2 separate regions of the Hordeum vulgare genome follow, and region 1 is linked to region 2. The links are chromatin contacts, called in public Hi-C maps. All regions are on one chromosome and are shown on one strand. Each heading gives the region's core, a stretch centred on a gene start, on an enhancer-like site or on the middle of the called end of the contact. The rest is flanking DNA. Distances are from core to core; before and after follow the strand shown. Region 1 holds the start of LOC123426447 (importin beta-like SAD2). Region 2 holds the start of LOC123426446 (aspartic proteinase 36-like).

Evidence for each region. Hi-C and Micro-C count contacts between places; a contact is called where the count stands out from the background.
Region 1: a Hi-C map of leaf shows a contact between it and region 2, with 5 times the contacts expected there. The contact joins the promoter of LOC123426447 here to the promoter of LOC123426446 in region 2. A contact is called at or near these places in 3 of 6 Hi-C or Micro-C datasets (leaf and seedling) and 1 of 1 datasets of contacts at active chromatin or transcription factors (embryo).

What each region holds. Positions count from the first base shown.
Region 1 is chr2H:410,934,055-410,941,473 of MorexV3_pseudomolecules_assembly, forward strand. LOC123426447 (importin beta-like SAD2) reads left to right here and starts at 1,881. Exons shown (of 22, transcript XM_045110293.1): 1 at 1,881-2,139; 2 at 3,777-3,912; 3 at 3,986-4,073; 4 at 4,772-4,924; 5 at 5,269-5,431; 6 at 5,525-5,709; 7 at 5,784-5,957; 8 at 6,435-6,580; 9 at 6,680-6,803; 10 at 6,879-7,059. The coding sequence starts at 2,050.
Region 2 is chr2H:410,488,662-410,495,656 of MorexV3_pseudomolecules_assembly, forward strand. It overlaps LOC123426446 (aspartic proteinase 36-like), which reads right to left and starts at 2,249. Exons shown (of 10, transcript XM_045110291.1): 1 at 1,824-2,249; 2 at 1,607-1,736; 3 at 1,232-1,479; 4 at 438-662. The coding sequence starts at 2,068. It also overlaps the pseudogene LOC123427703.

The sequences.
Region 1 (7,419 bases), core at 631-3,130, 450 kb after region 2:
GCCGATTATCAATGGCCCGAGCATGATTCTCCTCGTCGAATTAATAACTTAAACCATCATACCAAGGTCCATCATGTGCCATCCTACAAAACCAAAGATGAACAGGTATCAACTAATTTGGCATAACAACGTGATCTAAATATACATATCCAACATCATCTAAATATACATAGCTATAACTTTCAATTTGCCATGAACAATATCAAATCATATGAATTTGCATATCAACATAATGCATTATTCTTTTCATAGTTCAAAACAAAATGTACTCTCTACTCCATTGATATCTACACATCATATACTTTCATACCACATACACACATCATCTCAACATATTGGACTTGCTTGCAAATAAAAAACCAAATTGCTAGTGCATACACACACATCATCCATAAATCAAGGAAAATTCTCAAACAAACAATATCACCTACAACCATCATCTCTTCATCATCTCTCTTGATAATACCCTATGGGACATCATATGCAAACATTAATCATCTATAACCAAACCAATATCTCAAACAAACCATACCATATAAAACCATCAAGTGTTCATAATCTCTTTTCATGCGGGTTCCCACAACATATGAATAGCCCATATAGGCATTAATCCAAATTAATACGGCCTACAAATTCAACAACACACCATCTAGTATCTGCCGATTATCTAAAATCGTCTATCAACTATATATTTTTCCTCAAACAAAGAAATCATCTACTCATCTAACATCACCTAATGTTGAATAATGCATCAAAAGAAGATGATCCAACCAAAATAAATCGAAGGGAAGGGGGAATAATACCTCAAGGATGCCTACGAGCCTCACATCCATGGATTTGAGGGATGGAATGAATAGATCTTGAAGATTTAGTGAGGGAAGAGGGAAGGGGGCGAGAGAGAACCCCTCTTTGTTCGTGCGCTCGACTCTCGCTAGAGAATAAGGAAGGTGGGGTGGGGTAGGCCCGCAAGGCTGGATTACTTATCAGGAGAAAAGCCACATCAAAACGGTCAACGAGCCATCGCATTGTGTGGGCCAAGGGGAAAGAGTAGGGACCACACCATCTTCCATCAAACGAGACCCATAGATATTGGCGTGACAAATAAGCCAAATACAATTTATTTCTTTTTAAATTGAGGTCAATTCGTCCTTAACTTATAGCTAATTAATCAGAATAGTAATTTTCGTCAAAAAAACACTCCAACTGACACGTGATGACACTAGAACACAATGTGCAATGCTTCCATGACTGACTCGTGAAGAGCCCACCTTTTTTTTTGAGTGATAAACCGATATTTATTGATTAGGGGAACAATTTACATGAGTGACAAAAGGGTCATGGGGTGAACCCAGCCACACGTGACGCCCATCACCTAAAATAGAAGCAAATTTAGCTAAATTATGAGCATCAACATTCCTCTCACAGCCTTCGAAAACAAACTCGCGTTTGGTAAAATTATGAATAGCAAGTCCTATCTCCTTGACAATGAAATTGTATCTTTCCTTTGTGACGGACATGATTTCTTTGATGATCGCTTCACAGTCATAAGCAATAACCACGTGAAGAGCCCACTAGAGAGCATCCAAAAGAATGCCAAATACATGAACACTTATCCATCTATAAATCGGACCCAAGATTTCACAGAATACTGGGCCTCGGGTTCGGACGAGGGCCTTGCCTTGCCCCCAGAAGAAGTCTCGCTGCTGCCCGGGCGGGCTTGCTCCCGAGCAAAACCCCGACCAAACCCTAGATTTAAATACCCAGCACCACTCCACTGATCCACCCCTCCTTTCTCTGCCTCGAGCACGCACGGCACGGTGCGGCGCGCACGCACGCACGCCTCTCAACACCCCCAGGTCTCCGCGAGGCCAGAACCCAGAAGTGGGAGGAGGCGACCCCCGACCCCCGACCCTCCCCACTCGCCACCCCACCCCCCGCCCCCCCTCCCTCTCCACCACCCCGCGTCGCCGATCGAGAACCCTAGCTCGGGGTTGCGGCCTCGCCCCTCGCGCCCCGCCGTCGCTGCTCGAGCTCGGTCGGGTCGCCGCCATGGATCTGTCCAACCTGACCCTCGTGCTGCGCGCGGCGCTCAGCCACGCCCCCGAGGAGCGCAAGGCCGCTGAGGCCAGCCTCGAGCAGGTTAGCCCCTCCACCGCCGCCTCGATGGCGCTCTAGACTCTCGGTCCGTTGCTTGCATCGTCCACGCGCCATCGGTCTAGCCGCGGTGGAAGGGGGTGGATTGGGGGTAGGAGTTCGTCGGATCACTGCCTCGCGCCTCTCCGCTGTTGCGTTTTGCCGTGGAATCCTGCTCAATCGAACCAGTCACGTCAACCCAACTTCTCTGTTCCGTGCCAAGTTGATTGTTGTTGCTATGTCTTCCGTGATCTGGAGCTAGGTTGCTGAGTTGGATCGGTTTGAGCCGGTGATCTGTATGAGCTTCACTTCTGGACTGGTTTGATGCTTGCTGCCCGTTGTCATCTAGTTCCGTCTTTGTTGTGGAGCTATGCTCAGTGTTTTTACAGGCTGCATGTGTCCCTAGCTCATGCTAGTGTTGTAGCTGGCATTATTGAGTTCCAGCTCATCAACACCTCAGGGTTGGTGGCTTGGCAACCTGTTCAATCAAGCAGGCTGCCATCACAGCTGAGACTAAGGCGGCATATAAATTTTAAATGTTTTAGTGGCATGTAATCATCTAATGATTCCACACGAGCATTTGTTAACGATGAACATCTGTACATCACAGAGTTGCTTGTTTGCTCCCTTCCTTTTTAATGTCATAGTATTATATGCATCTTGTTAACGATGAACATCTGTACATCACAGAGTTGCTTGTTTGCTCCCTTCCTTTTTAATGTCATAGTATTATATGCATCTAAAAGAAGTCAATAGTATTATATGCTTTGTATGGGTGCAGTTTAATCTTTCCACAAGATTGTAAATTTGTTGGAGCAGAGTGATAATATCCATTCTTTTAGCTATCTGCACACGTCCACTTGGATGAACTGTCTGTAAAGAGAGTTTCTTAGCCAACTTCCGTGCATAGAACGAGCTGTTTGCTATATCGTTATAGCTGTTTGAATGGCGCTCTGGAGTGCACTGCATTTTGGATAGCCCTTGTTTACATAATATGTAATTGAAACTTATTATTCATGAGAGCGTATGAGTGTAATGTCCATCAGTGTGAAATTGTATTTGAGCTGATCTTTATACAGAACAGGCAAATCTACCAGGTTGCCTGAATAACTCTTTTAAGTGTGTTTGCCTATAGTTAATCATATATGGAGTGACTGCTGCTGTATTTTCTTAAGTTCATATTTGTTTTTGTTCTTTTATTTTATTATAGTGTATCCCAATACTACAGCTAACAAGAATTTGGTCCAAAACCAACACTCCTGGAAGATTTAATATTTTTAAATAGAAAGTAACTGTGGACTCAGAAGATTGCAAAGCAGCTCATATTGCCATGTTCTTATTATTCTTAACTATTAGCTATCATCAAGATACTTGGAAACTTGATTTGCATTTGTTTGTGATTGGTAAAAAGCTATCCCTTTTCCAATAACGAGAAATTGATCAACTACAGTGCATTACTTGCTAATATACCCAATTGAATAAAGCAGAATGCTCTAACTAAGCTGGTCATTTTGTTTTGTGTTGGTCATTCTTATTCAGTGTTTACCTGTCTTTTTTGTTCTATACATCATGTTATTGCGATGCTATATGCATATGTTATTTCATTTCGAACCCCTGTGCTGAAGTTCCTGCAATTCCTGCAGCTTCAGTATACGCAACAACATTTGGTGAGATTGTTACAGATCATTGTCGATGGAAATTGTGATATGGCTGTGAGACAGGTCGCAAGCATTCACTTCAAGAACTTTGTTTCGAAAGCCTGGTCTCCTATTGATCCTGGTACGTTTAGGGTAATACCTGGGCATTGTTCGCTTCATTTGGATATCTTGACAATTTTGTTTCCTTTCTGTAGAAGAAACACGTAAAATTCCAGAAGTTGACAAGTCTATGGTTCGCGAGAATATACTGGGCTTTGTTACTCAATTGCCTCCACTGCTAAGGTAAAAATAACTTTGCCGCAATCCACCTGTCCTTTCCTTAAGAAGCACTAACTTGTTACTGTCATAGCTGCTTGCTACAATTGTGATGCTCATTTTTTTGGTTACTTTGTTATATTGTCAGTTTTTTTACCAGATAAACTGAATTCTTGTACCTGTAGTTTTCAATAAGGTACTCTATTCACCATGTTCATTAATGTTGGATATCACTATTTTGTTTTACCTATCGAGGGAAAATAATGTTCACCATATTTAGTTTCGGCCTACATATACTTCATCTTCCAGCTAATTGCAGTTGAAAATGAAGCTTATATGTTTTCCTTTATGCTGCTTGCAGTTCCATTTTGTTTTCTAAAATAGAAGCAATATGTAGTAAAAAATATTGGCGGTGCCTTCATGAAACACGTTCTGGGTAATAATGGACGCTACCCTAACTTGAAATGTTGTTAGTCTTGAAAGCATCAGTTCCCTGTTTTCCTCTATGAAACCCCCACTTGTCGAGAAGCATTATACAAAAAGTATTTTCTCAAAGTTGTAATGCAGGCACATGGTAATTTTTTTGGGCTAGGCATACCAGCTCACATATTCTTGTCTTTATAAGTGACAGTGTGGTGTGCTTTCTTAATGGTGAAAGCAGAACATTTGGCATTGTTGATGATAAACATATGGATAATTGACACATTTTTCATGACTATCTTTAGAGCACAGCTTGGAGAAAGTATCAAGACCTTAATCCTTGCGGATTACCCTGAGCAGTGGCCTAGCCTTCTACATTGGGTTACACATAACATGGAATCGCAGGATCAAATTTTTGGAGCACTTTATGTGCTAAGGATCCTATCCCGGAAATATGAGTGAGCATACATACCACCTTTTCCATCTATTATGTGCTTGATAGTTGAATTATCAATTGTTCTGTTTGTATATGTTTATTTTCCGTAACTCAAATGACTTAGGGTATGGTATACACATAAATCTTGTTTACTACTCCCTCCGTCCGGAAATACTTGTTGGAGGAATGGATGTATCTAGATGCATTTTAGTTCTAAATACATCCATTTCTATTCATTTTTGTGGCAAGTAATTCCGGACGGGGTGAGTATTTTTTTTCCTGTTCTTCTTGATATTGCACCCACAATGCTTTCGTTTTCCTTCTATATGAATTGACACCTTATCCTATTTATGCCTCATGATTTAGGTTCAAGTCAGAGGAGGAAAGGATACCTTTGTATCAAATTGTTGAGGAGTGCTTTCCTCGTTTGTTGAATATATTCAGCACACTTGTCCAGATTGCCAATCCTCCAATTGAAGTTGCTGACTTGATCAAGCTGATCTGCAAAATATTCTGGTCCTCAATTTATGTATGTTCTTGGTCTTATTAATTTATCCCCCCTGTTTTTTTTCCTTATTCTACACTTATGAAGGGGAGCCCTCTTGTCATGTGCTTTCTGCAGCTAGAAATTCCAAAACAACTGTTTGAACCAAATATCTTCAATGCATGGATTGTTCTGTTCTTAAACTTGTTGGAAAGGCCAGTTCCATTGGAAGGGCAACCATCGGATCCTGACGCTAGGAAAGCTTGGGGCTGGTGGAAAGTCAAGAAATGGATTACCCATATCTTGAACCGTTTATACAGTCGGTCAGTATTGAAAAAAGTTGGTATGTTTTCCGTTAATCATTATTTTTACTTGTTTACTCATTTGTCATTGACAGGTTTGCTGATATGAAGGTTCATAAACCAGAGAGTAAAGCTTTTGCTCAAATGTTTCAAAAGAACTATGCTGGAAAAATTCTGGGATGCCATCTACAGTTGCTCAATGCAATTCGCACTGGTGGCTATTTGCCTGAGAGGGTTATTAATCTTATCCTTCAATATCTCACCAACAGGTTTGTGGGGGACTTTTTATGCAGCAGTATGATGTACTTCCAAAGGACAAACCAGCTTTCATGATGTTCACATTGCCACCTTCCATTATTTCTGGTTTCTGCATGTCCTCACTATTCATGAGCTTGCTGTGCATGTCCCTTTATGTCTGTTAGATAATTTCAACAAGACAACTTGCTCTACTGAGATCAGTAATGTGACAACTTCTCTTTCATCTTTCCTATGAATGCATAATTGGCCTAGCAGAATGTACCTTTAATAACTACTGTTTGGTATATGTTCTTTCTTTTAGAGGGTAGTAGTTTTGTGTTAGCCATTTACTAGCTGTATGTTGAAATTTCTGTTCAGCATATTTATCTGTAGCTTACTGGATATCTCCTCGTATGCATGTTGTTTCCCTTACTCTATCTACCCTGTAAAATATGTGTACCTGGTGATCTTTGAATGTGTGGTGACTAACTGTAATGGGTTACTTGCAGTCTCACGAAGAACAGCATGTATCAGCTGATGCAACCACAAATCGACATAATTCTTTTTGAGATAATATTTCCATTAATGTGCTTCAATGACAATGACCAAATGTTATGGGACGAAGATCCGCATGAGTATGTTCGGAAAGGCTATGGTAAACTTGCTTGATCAAATTTATCTCAATAATGTAAGGTAGCACGCACTACTTTCAGTGTTCATCTGTTTACTCATGATGTCACTTTTTTGCATACAGATATAATTGAAGATTTGTATAGTCCTCGAACAGCTGCTATGGATTTCGTCAGTGAATTGGTAAGAAAAAGGGGAAAAGGCAACCTACAAAAGTTTATCCAATTTATTGTGGAGATATTCATGAGGTATGTATCGTTTTTGTGTTTTGTGCTGTGATCCTCAACCTTTGTGAGCTACCTAATTCCAGAATAACTTGGTAGGTATAACGAGGCATCAATTGAAGCAAAACCCTATCGCCAAAAAGATGGTGCCCTTCTTGCCATTGGGACATTATGTGATAGGCTGAAACAAACTGATCCATATAAGGCTGAGCTAGAGCGAATGTTAGTTCAGCATGTCTTTCCAGAGTTCAGCAGTCATGTTGGACACTTGCGTGCAAAGGTAGTATGCTCCAACTTGGCCAGCAGTTATACCTTCTGTTTTATTATAGTTTAGGCATTCAGATCATGTACACAATTTGTCGAAGCATGTGCATTGAAGTGTTCTACCTTCTTTAATAAGTTAGAAATATGTTTATTTGTCCTGGAAATTCGCCCCACCTCAGGTCCAAAAGTTACCATGTTCACTTGTACTCTTTCCAAGATACCTCTGTCCACTATTGCTCTTTGTAACAGCCTGTATAATAGTTTAGGAAAAGGTGCTAGGAATTTTTCATCTTAAAACTACCTCTGTTCCTAAATATAAGACGATTTGGCAGTCCAAAACAATGTATTCCTTTTAGTTATCCTGCAACAAGTTGTC
Region 2 (6,995 bases), core at 999-3,498:
GTGGAACAGAGGGAGTAATTAAGTTGCTGACATGGCAATGTGCTGAATGTAAAAGTGGTGCCGTATGTCATTTCAGTCAGCACAAAACCTCTTGGGACAGGGATAAGGGGATAACATCAATTGATTCAAGAGTTCAAGATTAAAAAGAACAGGCTTTAGAGTTCGAGGTTGAAGCGGACTTTTTGGTTCAAAAAAATAAAAAAGAGGAGTTAAAGTCATCAATATTTTGTGTACTTCAATGCAGAATGCGATGGATTTCCAAGAGAATATTATTTCTTTGTTCCTAATATAGAACTGTGATGGTCTCTTCTAAAGCAAATTTTATTATCTATTCAATTGCAATAAACTGGAGTATCTGTTAGAGCACAGCTGTAGAAAAGTCCCTATAAGTATAAAACAGATAGAATAATAACTTTATGGTGATACGATGTACATACATATTGGGTATCAATGGTGTTGATTTTATTTTTGGCTGTACAACTTCTCCGATGGCAAAGATTCCACCTCCAGTTATGGTATCCAGGCAATGAGAAAATATCTTCTTCACTTTTCCTGCAGTAGCTAGCTGTGATAGCATTGATGTATTTGATTGGCCAAACCCAATAATTCCATCAAGGGCCTGGTTAGTACTGCCTAAATCCCCACCTTGCTGTGCACCACACCTACAAAGGACAGAAGAGCCATTTATCCACATTAAATTCTTGAAGTCGATGTACTTGCTGCCAAAGTTTCACATAATTAGGTTAGTCTGTTACTGTCATGTTAATCACTTGATTGTTGTTGCCTACTGCATTGCAGTATTTCTGACAAAAGTATGTTATAATATTCACAACAAACAGCAGAATTTGATTCCTTACTTAACAGCTACCTATTCAATATACTAATGCCAGAAGTGCATAACCAAGGCAGAGGGCAAAGAATCCATCTTAAACATCTCAAAGAGAACAATACATATTCAGCTACACAGTAACAGAAAAGAAAAACATTTATATAGGCTTGGCAGATAGGCAAGAATCATGTAAACATTTTCAGAAAATATATAAAATACTGCCCAAAGTATAACGTAAACGTTACGTAACAGACAATAGCTATTACAAATTCAAATGCAAAGGTGATTAACCACACGGTTTACAATAAAACAATTAGAGCATCGTTTCAACTGATGATAGCTGATCCAATGTATGCCATCCAATAATAGATTTTAAATCTACATAAATCGAAAAAGACTCACCCGAATATGACCCTGCCACTGCCATGCCTTGTTTGCCCATCCCCAGAGACTTGATTATACTGCAGGGAGTCATTGACGAAGTAGCCCGTGGTGGAGCTACCGTCACCATACATGACATTGTACTCGCAAGGCAAGCTGGCAGTGCACCCTGGTAGCTTGCCCCCGTATGTGGCCGCACAGAAGCCTTGGTCGCAAAATACCGTGCTCCCACTAGATGATCCCTTGGGGTCATAGAGCATCAGGTCTATCTGCACCCAAATGTTCACCCCACAAATCATCATCATACTAATTCAGAAACGCGATACCAACAGAGACCGAGACGAGACCTCTAAATTTTGAGAGGATAAACATAGGCAGGCAAACTGAGAAACCTACCCCGATGCCGCTCTTGTGGGGGCATTTGTCGCAGGAGATACAATTGACCCAGAGGATGTCGCTGCCCGTGTCGACCTGCACGTGGAATGGCTTGGGCGGCGTCCCGATCTCGATCTTCGTATAGTAGAGCCTGCGGGCGCGCCCCCGTCAGACCTAACGTAAGGAAACCAAGCAGCACCGAAACCAACAAGCGCGGATCAGAAGAGGATGGAAGTACCCGGTGTCGGTGGGGAGGCCAAGGCCACCGAGGGGCACGTCGACGGCGTCGAGGAGACGGCCCCGGCGGGTGACGTCGTGGGCGAGGTGGGCGGTTATGTTACCCCCTTCCTCGCCGGCTGCTCGACGGAACTTGCGGTGCACCTGAAAGACGCCGGTGGCCGCGGCGGCGTGGGAGGAGGCCAGCGCGAGCAGCGCGGCGAGGAGGAGGGCGGCAGCGGCCCGAGCGGCGGGCGGCGGAGCCATTATTTCGCGTCTCGACGCGTTGTGTGTCTCCGGGTGGGATTGCTCCCGTGCAGTGGCGATTGTTATTCGTGTCCTCCTCCCTCCTCCTCCCCTCCCCCCCTCCTCGTCGGCTCCTCCTCCCCTCCCCAAGGCCGCGGGGGCAAGGCAAGCACAAAACGTTGGGAGGAGGAAACGGGAAGGAATTTTGGGGTAGCCACGGGCGGACGGACATATAACCCGTTTTAGCGCTCAAAAAAGGGTGCGAACTAGCGGTTTCTGCGGGGTCTAATCTTTGCTTTGCTTAACGACTAGACTCATTTTATTTTATTTTTGGCTTCTGTTGTCAGTGTTGGCATTTGGTGGGAAACGGTATCACACAATCAAGGATCAAAAACGCCGTTAACAAAATTGTCTTCGTTAATCGTTAACAAAACCCGAAAAATCAACGCACAGAAAAAAGAAAAAAAACAGAAAACCAGCACATCAACCCACCTCGCGTCCCACGACTCCCGCCCCACAACTCTCACCCACCCCATGTCATCTTGTCTGCGCAACGGCCGCGCCGCCCCCTTCTCCTCCTCCGCTTGTTGTCGCCCGTTCGCATCCTCCGGGCAAATCCCCCGCGCGGATCCTACGGCGGTGGGGCCTATGTCGAGCGTCTCGGCTGCGAGCGGGGGCGCGGTGAGGTGGGCCGGGGAGAGCGCGGCGGACACGATGTCGTCGAAGATGACCTTGGCCGGAACGATGGCGAGCTCGCGGGTGCGCGTACGCACCGCCCGAGCCCAGGATTGGGCGAGGCGTCGTGGCAAGCCTTGGCGTTTGCGTCAAAGGAGCCCAGGAATGGGGAATGGGCGCAAGGCGTCCTGTGGAGGACGATAAGGCGGTCGGCGTGCTCGCTTGGGTCAAGGCGTCGGGGCGGAGGACGATATGGTGGTCGGCTTGCTCGCTTCCAAGGATGGAGTCCGCCTCGCCGGGGCTCGGGTGGGGCAGCACGGCGTTGGGCCATTGTCGGTGGTGCCGGGGCCGGGCGGTGGTTTGATGGGAGACGCAGAGGAGATGTTGTCATGGATCCAGCGACCAAGCATTTTGTTCCTCCTTCAAAAGAAATTAGAGAATCTGCGGAAGGTTGAGTTGGTGTCGTCGACGAGTGGATACAGGGGTGGCGGTAGCGACGCCGTGGCTGAAGGTGGGGAGACACTTGAAGGGATGAGCTTTTGCTTTAGGGAGAGAGCAAAGGGCATGTTGGGCGCTGCTGCTTGAGAGATAAAGATAGGTGAGGAAGAGAGAGCAGAGTGATGAGAGATAGAGAGCAGAGAGAGATGCTAATTGACATATATTTAGATAAAGGGCTTGTTGGATCTGCTGCTGGCCACTGCTGACATATATAGAGAGAATGCTTATATAACTCTGGAATTTATTGTGAAGTTAAATCAATGATATCATCGTCATATACTTCAAATTTCTCTTCCAATATGTGCTCCCATTTTGGTATAATGCACGAATAGTTCAGCAAGTTAGAGTTACAACTGGAAGCACAAAACACTTTTTTGGTAAAATACTTGTTTTTATCCATCTAAACAACACATTATTACATTCTAAGTACAGAGATATGATTGTCGTTTTTAATACTTCATTACCTGACAGGCTGGCTTGGTTTCTTATGATAAATTGGTAAATTTGCTTGATTTGGCACTATCTGTTGACACTGCAAACACCGTGAAAGCTTTACATGATATTACTGAAACATGTGTTGAGCCTTTGTCCTTAATGTCTCAACTCGCCACAATAATAACTGACATTTTTGCTCGCACCTACACATTCGCACAAGAAAGAATTCAAATAAAATTCTTCAAACATCCAACCTATAAGCAACAATATTCCTTTTTCTGTTTATTTATTACTTTGAAAGGATTTTATAGTAGGGGATAATTCCTACCTGAACCATGCATTACACAAACTCTACTACTATAAATGTTATGTTTTCACATTGTAATTTTGTGTTGCACTAATTACAGTATCAAAGGAGGATATGAAAAAACTACGCCAGGCCTACTGTAAACACTTTCTGAAACTGAAAAACAATTGAGGGTCTCTAATGATAAGATGACCTGGCTTACAGCTGCTCTGCTCCAGCTTGCTCCTGATAAACAGTATATACTGCCAAGTTCGTCGAGAAGTACACACTTTAACCAGGGTTTGTCTACCTACCCTGACAGTGATATAGCAAGGAACTCTACTACAAATCATAAAGAAATATATGCTGGTCCGCATGGGTTATCAAGAACATCAGACCAGGGAATTCGGCAACACAGAAATGCTAATCTAGGGATTTGTTCTAGCCATGTTACGACAAACACTTACCATGATGGAAGGAGACTTAGGGAATATACACCATATGGCCATGTATTGTCAACAAGTGCTACCAAAATGAATGAAGGATCTAAATGTAGGAGAACTAACAACGAGATGATTCGGCAAGCTGTTCTAGAAAATGTTCAGTCAGATTCGTTGAGAAAAATGATCGCTAAAGAGGGACTGGTGATTTCTGTTAGCCTTGGCACAGGTAAGATTCCCTCGTACTCCATTTCAGCTTGTATTATTTTACACCATGTCAAGATATCATTGTAGAATATGCCTATGGAAAACTTTGTTATCATTGTTAATGTGCTAAATAACTATTAGTGTAGAAGTGCAAGCTGTGTTGCATTATATAAGATAATAATATATTAGAAGTGATTTACATTTATATGTTAGTATTGGGTGACCATGTAATTTTGTGGAATTTGATATCTTGGTTATTGTCAGATGTATACATTGCTTCTAGGCTACTGCCAATCTTCTCTAGGTACGGAATATGTGATGCTTGTTATTCAAGATTGCTAACAAGTTTAAAACCGTGTTAAAGTAACTCTGAAATACATAAACAAATATTGTAACTAACCAATATTAAATTGTTCCACTGTAAGGATATTGTTTCAGTAATCATTGTTCTTACATTTTTGCTCTTTTCCTCCTGCAGCACCAACTGTGCAGTTAATGTTCAGTTCTCGTGTGAATAAGTCCAAAGATGAAAAGTCCAGGGGCCAAATTTTGCAAGCATTTGAGTCTGTCCTTTCTTCTGCTATAATACTGGAAATCCGATATGAATCGAATTATGGCGGCGAAGGTGTTGAGGATACCTATTCCAACATTGCTTTAACAAGGTCCTTCACGAAACATAGTTCAGTTTCTTCTGGAGGTGAGAATTTAGTTAGCAGGCTCCAGAAAGGCAGAGTAGCCTCGGGTACTAGCTCAAATCAGACAAGATGGATGCAATCTGATCCACACATATTGACTGCAGGTGAGATTATTGAAGTGGGCCATTTTGAAATGGAATGGTACGGGGAACAGATGATGTTACCTCACATAAAAGAAGAAGTGTGTGGGAAGCAGCCTTGTCACCACAAGACCAAGGAAATATAGGTCCCCGAGGAGCAACAAATGCGAATAATGAGCATGACCGACAAAAAACATAGTAAGAGGTAAGGTATCTCTTGCTCATGTTATTAGCAAGGAAGAAGCTTGTTCTCAACAAGGAGGCTGGTCAAGACAAAAAGGCATGTCAATAACAGAAACGTTAGAGCAAGAGAATTTGTAAGTAATGCCATACTACAACCAATTAAATATGTTCATACAAATTACTTTAAACCTTAGCATTCAATATTATCATGGAGCCTGGGTTAGATCTTGTAATTTCGTTCAACATTACAGGATCAATCAATCAATCACACATATGTCATAAACTTAGAACACACTTTTGCTGGATGTGTGATGATGTAGTTTGGTCACCATTGGTGAAGTGGATAAACTTACAACATATTGTCATTTTTAGGTTGTTGGTAGTGAAACAACTATAATGACTAGGTCGAGAGGTGGAGCGGGTAGTTAACACCATGCAGTTCAACGCCCTCAGACGTAAGCAGGGCGCCTTTGGAGCTGCTTGAAGCAAGACAGGCAGCATGGCATTCTCAAGCTCAAGTCGTCGCGATGGCTCGTCGGCCGATAGATGTTGCGCTCAGGTGATGCAATGTGCGCTCGAGTGGTCGAAGCAGAGGAAGAAAGGCCATCTATAGTGTAGTCTTGATGTGTGTAGTCTTATATACTAAGCTGAGCAAAGCAAAGGAACCAGAGGAAGGAAAGGAAGATATGTATGTGTAACAAGTTGTCAACTATGGAATCTTAGTGTCAAGTGACAAGTGTGTAGGAGTATTTTGCTCGCATGTTTTCCGTAGTCGCGATGATATTCTTAAAATTTCACCATTAATTAATTTGAATTATCATCACAACTGATGAGTTGATGCAAGGGATTTGTTTATGTAAAAGCATTGGATCTGATGTATGCACACATCTTTCGCTAGATTTCTTTCTATGTTTTCATCTGTTGTACGTTCCCTCCTAATAACATTTTTTCATGAATAATAACATGCACAAGTTCACAGTAAGAAGATTACTTATGTACTTGAACTATTATAATGACTGATACCTTTCAGAGAAGAACATGTATGTGTGCCCCGTCTAAAAAAGCTTCACCTCCACAATGCAGAATTTATTTGCTACATTATGAAGGTCCCAAAAAAGCATGTTTCCTGAACTTCTGGTTGTCTGGCGTCTAGAAGGTCGGCAGCATCCAAAGATGGTTGATAGCCAATTAGCTCAGAGAACAGAACAACTTTGGAACTCAAAATCTTGTGCTTTTCCATTTATTTTGATCGACAAAATCTTCCTAAGGGTAGTTTCACCTTGATTTAGGAATTTATATTTTCTTACAATCTTGTTTGTAAATAAATTTTCAGGTTTGTCCATACAACATCTCGTCCGACGCTCGTCACCGTTGGCCTGCCATGGCAACGGTGAACTAGATTGTATCATCAGTTTGTCACCCATAAGTAATGAAAACTGACGTGTTTTT